Regions from separate parts of the Arachis hypogaea genome. Here region 1 is linked to region 2. The links are chromatin contacts, called in public Hi-C maps. All regions are on one chromosome and are shown on one strand. The core of a region is the stretch at or near the end of the contact, and the rest is flanking DNA. Distances in the headings are between cores, read along the strand shown. Region 1 holds the start of LOC112720634 (phototropic-responsive NPH3 family protein NPY4). Region 2 has its middle 14 kb from the start of LOC112720632.

Evidence for each region. A called contact is a pair of places that touch in the nucleus more often than the background predicts.
Region 1: a Hi-C map of an unstated tissue shows a contact between it and region 2, with 2.4 times the contacts expected there. The contact joins the promoter of LOC112720634 here to the enhancer-like site in region 2. A contact is called at or near these places in 4 of 8 Hi-C or Micro-C datasets (leaf and an unstated tissue).

What each region holds. Positions count from the first base shown.
Region 1 is chr11:32,363,353-32,366,673 of arahy.Tifrunner.gnm2.J5K5, reverse strand. It overlaps LOC112720634 (phototropic-responsive NPH3 family protein NPY4), which reads right to left and starts at 1,772. Exons shown (of 5, transcript XM_025771645.3): 1 at 1,016-1,772.
Region 2 is chr11:32,293,418-32,296,920 of arahy.Tifrunner.gnm2.J5K5, reverse strand. No RefSeq gene overlaps it. Among protein-coding and RNA genes, the nearest start is that of LOC112720632, 14 kb to the right of the region's middle. Within about 2 kb of position 2,155, at least 1 of the 3 cell types and tissues checked has open chromatin away from gene starts, as enhancers often do.

The DNA of each region.
Region 1 (3,321 bases), core at 523-3,022, 70 kb before region 2:
ATATATTAAAAATAAACTAAATATTAAATACAATTTTTTTTAGTATCTAATATAACACACAATATATATATATATATATATATATATATATATATATATATATATATTTATTATGACTGATTTAATAATTAATTTTTAATGTGTATATAATTTTTTTGATAAAAATATTTAATAATAAAAAAATTTAACTGAAAACTATTAAAATTTGTCTTATAATAATTAATAAATATTAAATAAAACAATATTAATGCTCAGCTTAATTAATAAACAAACATTAGAAAATAAACCTTACTTTAGTCCAAAAGGAATTAAACAAACTTTCTTTATTGGCAATACTAGGAAAAAAAAAATAATTCGATTTTATCTTATTTAATATTTATTATAATTAATAAATATTAAATAAAATAAAATTTAATTATTTTTTATTAATTTTTTTTATTGTCAGGCATTCTTTTTTTATATTTTTTTTCTTTTGTAGTAACAATTAAGAGACATTCTACTGTACAGATTGAAGTGATATAAAAAAAAATAAATTTTTTTATAATTATTTTTTATTATTTTATTACTATTCAAAGTGTAGAACCTACTTTTTTTTATTTTTCTTTCATCTCATATAAAAAAAAATCTTTAAACTTACGTCTTTACCGTATAATTATTCAACAACAATTAAACAAAGTTCACAAAACTTAGAAGATATGCTCAGTTTACATATTTCGAAGTGACATCTTATTTAGATGTTGTCTGAAAAACATGTCAAATAAAAGTATAAGAAAATCACTGGAACACCGACGTTCCTAGAATACTTGAAACTTTTTCAATTTCCAAAAGTATATCGTTTAGTTTAGTTTTTCTGAAACTAAATTATTAATGTTTAAATATTGAGACTAGCAGAGTTACAGTAGCACCCAATTACAACACAAATACAAAAAATCTATACCAAAAAATGGAGTCTAATTAGAGTAATGATCAAAGAAAAAAAAAAACAAAGAAAGATGAAGGGATTAAATAGACGAACCTGAAGGGGAAAAGCATTAATATCTCTATGAAGCTGGTAACGTTTCTTCTCTTTATGAGGGAACAAATATTGTTGAGGAATTAATTAATTAAGAGACCCAAAGAAGAAATTTAAGGACAAAGAGTGGAAAACAATGACAAGTAGAAGAAGATAAAGAAGATAAGGGGAGAAAAAAAAAGTTGAAAGTGGAAGGAAGCTAATCAAATCAAAGAGATCACAAAATCTGAATGCATGTCAATTTAGAAAGAAGAGACCAAACATGGAGAAACAAAATTAAAGCTAAGCACCAAAAAAACAAAAGCAAAGAGGTTCAAAGCATAAACATAAATATGAGTAGAAACTAGAAACACTCAGTATTATGAATGAAGAGAAGAGAAAGAGAAAGAAAAGAAGAAACAGAAACAAGACAAACAAAACTGAAAGGACCACCCATTTGAGAAAGAAAAAAGATGAGCTGTTAAGTCTTGTTTGACAGCCACAGAAGCAACACAAACAGAAAAAGCCAACCAACTTCAGAATGTTCTTTCTCTTTCTATGTCTCTCATCTCTCTCTTTCTCTCTCTCTCTGTTCAGAGCTTTTGAATCAGCACCCTATTAGGTATTGCCCCCCACCATTATTATTACCTCCGCAATCATATAACTTTTTCTCTTTCTCATTCTCCTCATCCCTTCTTAAAACTACAAAAACAATTGAAAGCATTGAAAATGAACAACATAATAGTCCAACTTGGCCAACTTACTTTTTAGTTTAAATAATTAAAAGAAAAAAAGTAATATCTTTCTTCTATAAAGAAATACTACTTTCTTTTGGAGTAATTATTTAATTTAGCAAAAATATTATATACATACTAAAAATTAGTTATTATATATTTATAAGTATTTATATATAAATATATATATTATTTAATTTATTATTAATGTATATTTTGTATTCTTATATATATTTTATACGGATAATTAATTTAGTGACTGATTTTTTCGTATATACCTAACATATATAATTGTTCATTTTATCCTTTCGCATGTTATATTTTGTAACTCAAGTTAATCTTTTTATAATTTTAGAATAATAGGGTAAATTGATATTATAATGTGTAACTTCATGGTTTTAAGAGAAACTCAAGATTTACCCAAATTTTTATTAGCCAATTAGTATTTTTACTCGCAATTATATTACGGGAATATAAATTTTTTTAAAATTATATTAGTTTTGTTTTGACATTATAAATTATAGCACAAAAAATTTATAAAATCAAACTACTTTTATAAAAAAGATCGTAGGGGACAAAATTTTCTGTCGGCTAAGAAGACCAGGGTCTCCGTTGAAAAAAAAATCAAATAATAAGATTTTTAGTTATTATTTTCATGTAAAAGAGTTTGATTTATTACTAATAATTAATTTTAATATTCGTTATCTAAAATTTGAAACGATTTAATTTGTATACTTTTGATTAGGTGTTAAGTCTGTTACACAAATAAAAATAATTAATTTTTATGCTTGCTATTTAAAAATAATATTTTTTCTGTCTATGTATATAAACATATAATTAGATATTAGCATAAAAAAATTATATTCATAGTTATAAAATTAACTCAAAATTAATATTTTTAAACAATTGAATCTTGATTTTAACTTTTAATTATAATATTAGTATTCTCTCCAAATTATATTTAATAAATATTTGAAAGAAAAAAATAAAAATATATATTAAAAAAATAAACAGAAAAAATTTAAAACTAAATAAAAAAAACTAAAAAAATATGTATATAATAGTAATAATATTTTTTACTTGAATTATATTATTTTGTTAATTTTATTTTTTGTAGAACAAAAAATAGAAAAAATAGAGAATGAGAGAAAAGAGAGAGAAAGATAAAGATGAAGACTGAGAGAGGGAGTTTGTTAATTTTAAAAGAAAAAATTTCATTTTAATTATAATAAAAAATATCTGATGACACATCTTGATTTGTCAAATTACTAATATAAAATATAAATTACAATTATATATAGAGTGAAAGAGTAGAGAAATAAAAAAAAGGGAGAGATAGACGAGAGAATTTAAGAATGGAGTTTATTACTTTTAGAAGAAAATATTTTTTCTCAATTTGAATAAGAGAATGTCATATGACACATTTGGTTATTAAATTAGATAATAATATAAAAATATATCAGAATTATATATAAAGTGAGAATGGTAAAGAGAAATAGAAAAAAGGGAGAGAGGTAGATGAGAAAATTTAAGAAGAGAGGTTATTAATTTTAAAGAAAAATATTTTTTCTCAAATTTAATAAGAGTGTCATGTGA
Region 2 (3,503 bases), core at 906-3,405:
TTTAAAGTTCTAGCTAAAAGAATGAGGAGAGTAATGTTAAGATTAGTTAGAGAGAGAGAGTATTCTTGTAAAGGATAAAAAAATTTATGATAAAACTTTAATTGCACGTGAAATTGTTCAGTGATTGAAGTTTAGAAGAAGGTGTTGGCAATCATTAACCTCTGGACTTTCATAATGCTTATGAAAGGTCCAATGAGATTTTGTAATTATTCTGTTCAAAAAGATTATTTTTGGTCAAAGATAGAGAGAATGGGTTAAAAGTGTATCTGTTTGCCATCTATATCAGTCTTGATTAATTAGTCACCTACAAAATTTTTGAAGATGGAGAGAAGAATTTGGTAAGAAAATCCACTTTTGTGTTTTTTTTATTATTATTATTTATACTTCATGTGAATTTCTTAAACATGATGATTGGAGAAGTAATAAAAAATAGATGAATATCTTCTTTAATAATTGTGAGAGATAATATAAAGTTATCATATATACCTTTAATTCGTGTATAACACTATATTATTTTGTTTATTTGAAAATTGGATGAGACAGTAAAAAATTATAGACGACTTTTATATCATATTTTGAGATAATATTTAGGTTGAGTATCAAAAAAAATTGTAAAAAATTATAGACATGTAATATTTTGAGATAATATATGAATTAATTATAAATTTTAACAAATCTAGAGTCTAATACCTGCTAATTGTAAACAAGAATTGAGTATAATAAATATGTAATATGCTAGGTTGTAAGGCAATAGTGCTAGTGATGAAGCACCTTTATAAAATGTTATTGTCATGATTTTCCTTTCTTATAGTACTATATATGTTGCCGTGAGTATTCTATTCCATCAGCTAATGGCTCGTCAACGAAATCATCATTGTTAAATAGGATTGCCTTAACATATAAAGTAAAAATAATTTTGTGATTTTGAAATTAGTATAATTGTTTAAAATTGTTGTTGACAGAGGAAAACAAATCATGTTGAAAATGATATAATGGATGCTTTAAAAATTTCACATGCCAAACCGGTGAATATTTTAGTAGAGTTAATGCAAATTTAATATTTGACTACTTTTGTCAAATAAATTTTATTTTTTATGAGTATAAGTTAAATTTAAATCTTTTATATGTAGTTCAGTAAGTATTATCTTTCTTAAATAAAAATAGTAGTTTATTCATTTAATTGCTTGCCAAGATTCTCTTTTGTAGAGAAACAACTCACAGAATACAGTTGAGAGTTTTTTTTTTTTTTTCGAGAAATAACAATATTCTTTCGCTTTTTATTTTAGTGTTGGAATTTTAGTGGTGTTTCTTAATAATGTAAAAATTTAATAGTTTTTTATGTATGAATATCATAAATTTAAAGGTCAGATTTATAGTTTTTTTTTTTTTTTGTGGATACCACAAATCTAAAGACCTTAGATTTGTGGTTTTTAATTTTTTAAAAACAATATAAATTTGAGGGTTAGGTTTGTATTAGTGTTAAAAAGAATTTTAAACATATTAATTGGACTCTCCAATCTTAAAAACCCAAAAAAAAATCTCACCACAAATAGAATCTTTTTATTTGTTTACTATGGAAATCTGATTTTTCGATTTCTTAAATCTAAAAGTTTGATTTGTTATTTTAAAAAAATAATAATAAAATCCATATAAAAAATTACACTAATTAATCATGATACTATATACAATTTTTTTTATTTCTAAAAAAATTAGCCTATTTTTTTTTATCACTGCGAAATTTCTTTCGTCAAAAAATGATTTAGAATATTGTCGGGAATTTTTCTTTTTTTCGAAAAATAACGATATTATCTTATTGACATTTGACAGTAGTACCTTATCTTGAGAAATAATTTAGACTATTTTCTGGCTTATAGAATAATATTATTTCTGGCTTTTAGTAAATTCTAGCAAATGTTATCTCACTTTCATAGAACTTGAATTCAAGGCTTAAGGTAGGGGACGAACTTATCTATCATTTGACCCACTTTGATATCGATAATCATTGTTTTTTAATAAAATAATCATTAATAAATGAAAAATAAGGCTTAATAATTGAAATTAAATAATTGGATTGACGATCATAAGTAGTAGGCAGAGGGCAACTTGTGTATGTTGCTGATATTTCAGTAATTATCACAAGGCACGTGAACGCTGATTCTGATTGTGAAGAATACAGTGCATTTGGGGACTTGTATTAAGAATGCATAAAGGTAGGTTCAGCCATGAACTAATCATGAGCATACAAATTCAATCTTCAAAAAAACAATATGTTAACACTCAAAGAGGATTCAAGCAGAAAAGTTCATTGAATGTATAATATATTTGCCTTATCCACCGACTCAATTTCTTTTTTTATTGATCAACTAATTATTTTAAGAACATTAGGTAAAACATAAATAAATAAAGAAAAGAAACAAAATACAAAATATAAGATGTAAGTTCTCTTCTATTTTATAATAAACTTAAGCTACGAAGATCAATAAAGGTGATGGAACTAAAATTCTATTGTTTTTTTACCAAATTTTATCTATAGTGTTTTTTATTTAGGGTGTAATTTATGTCTAATTTATTTTTTATAATATATTTTAAATATTTAAAATTTATTAATTTTTATATTTTTAAATTAAATATTAATTATTTAACAATTTTTAGCTATTAGGTATTAATTTTTAGGCACTATAATAAACACCTTATTCTTTTTCTTGAGATATCGATTGTTGTATATATTGTATCTGTTATTTTTCAAGTGTTGGTGTGAATTGAATCAATTAAATCATGATACTCAACTTGGATAAAGTCTTAGCTACCAGACAAATGACACAGCAAAATATATAGAGATGAAAAATTAGAAATTTGTATAAAATATGGAAACAATTGAATAACTTTCTTTGAGAATTACAACTTCTCTCTATCACAAGGAGATTACAATAACACTCTCTCTTGACAAAAGGAGAACACACTTCTCTCTATATATAGGAGAAAATTACTCAAAGAAATATTATGTTATTCTATCTGAATGACTTGATTGAAATGAATTAAAGAAAAACTCAATTTATATGTAAATTTCTTCAATATGAATCATCCGTCAATTAAAGGTATATAATTCTTCTCTTTTTCAACCATTAAAATTCTAAGGTTATAAACTAAGATTGTTTATTACCTTTCATTTTATTTAGTTATTATTTATTTATTTATTTTCTAAAATTAGCTTTACTAATTTTCACAATCTCCCACTTAAAGCTAATTTTGATAAATTTTCAAAATTTATGTTGCTCATGTATTTCATAGGCCGTATGAGGATCTACACCATTCAAACTTTTCTGTGTTGATTAGTTTTGTCATGGCATCTGCTAGGTTATCTTTAGTGTGAATCTTCTGCATATCAACACCTTCCTTCTTCTACTACTTCCAAACAAAGTGATATTGTACTCCAATGTGTTTTGTTCTTGAATGAAAGGCAGGATTCTTTGCACTGTGCAAGGCACTCTGACTGTCACAATACA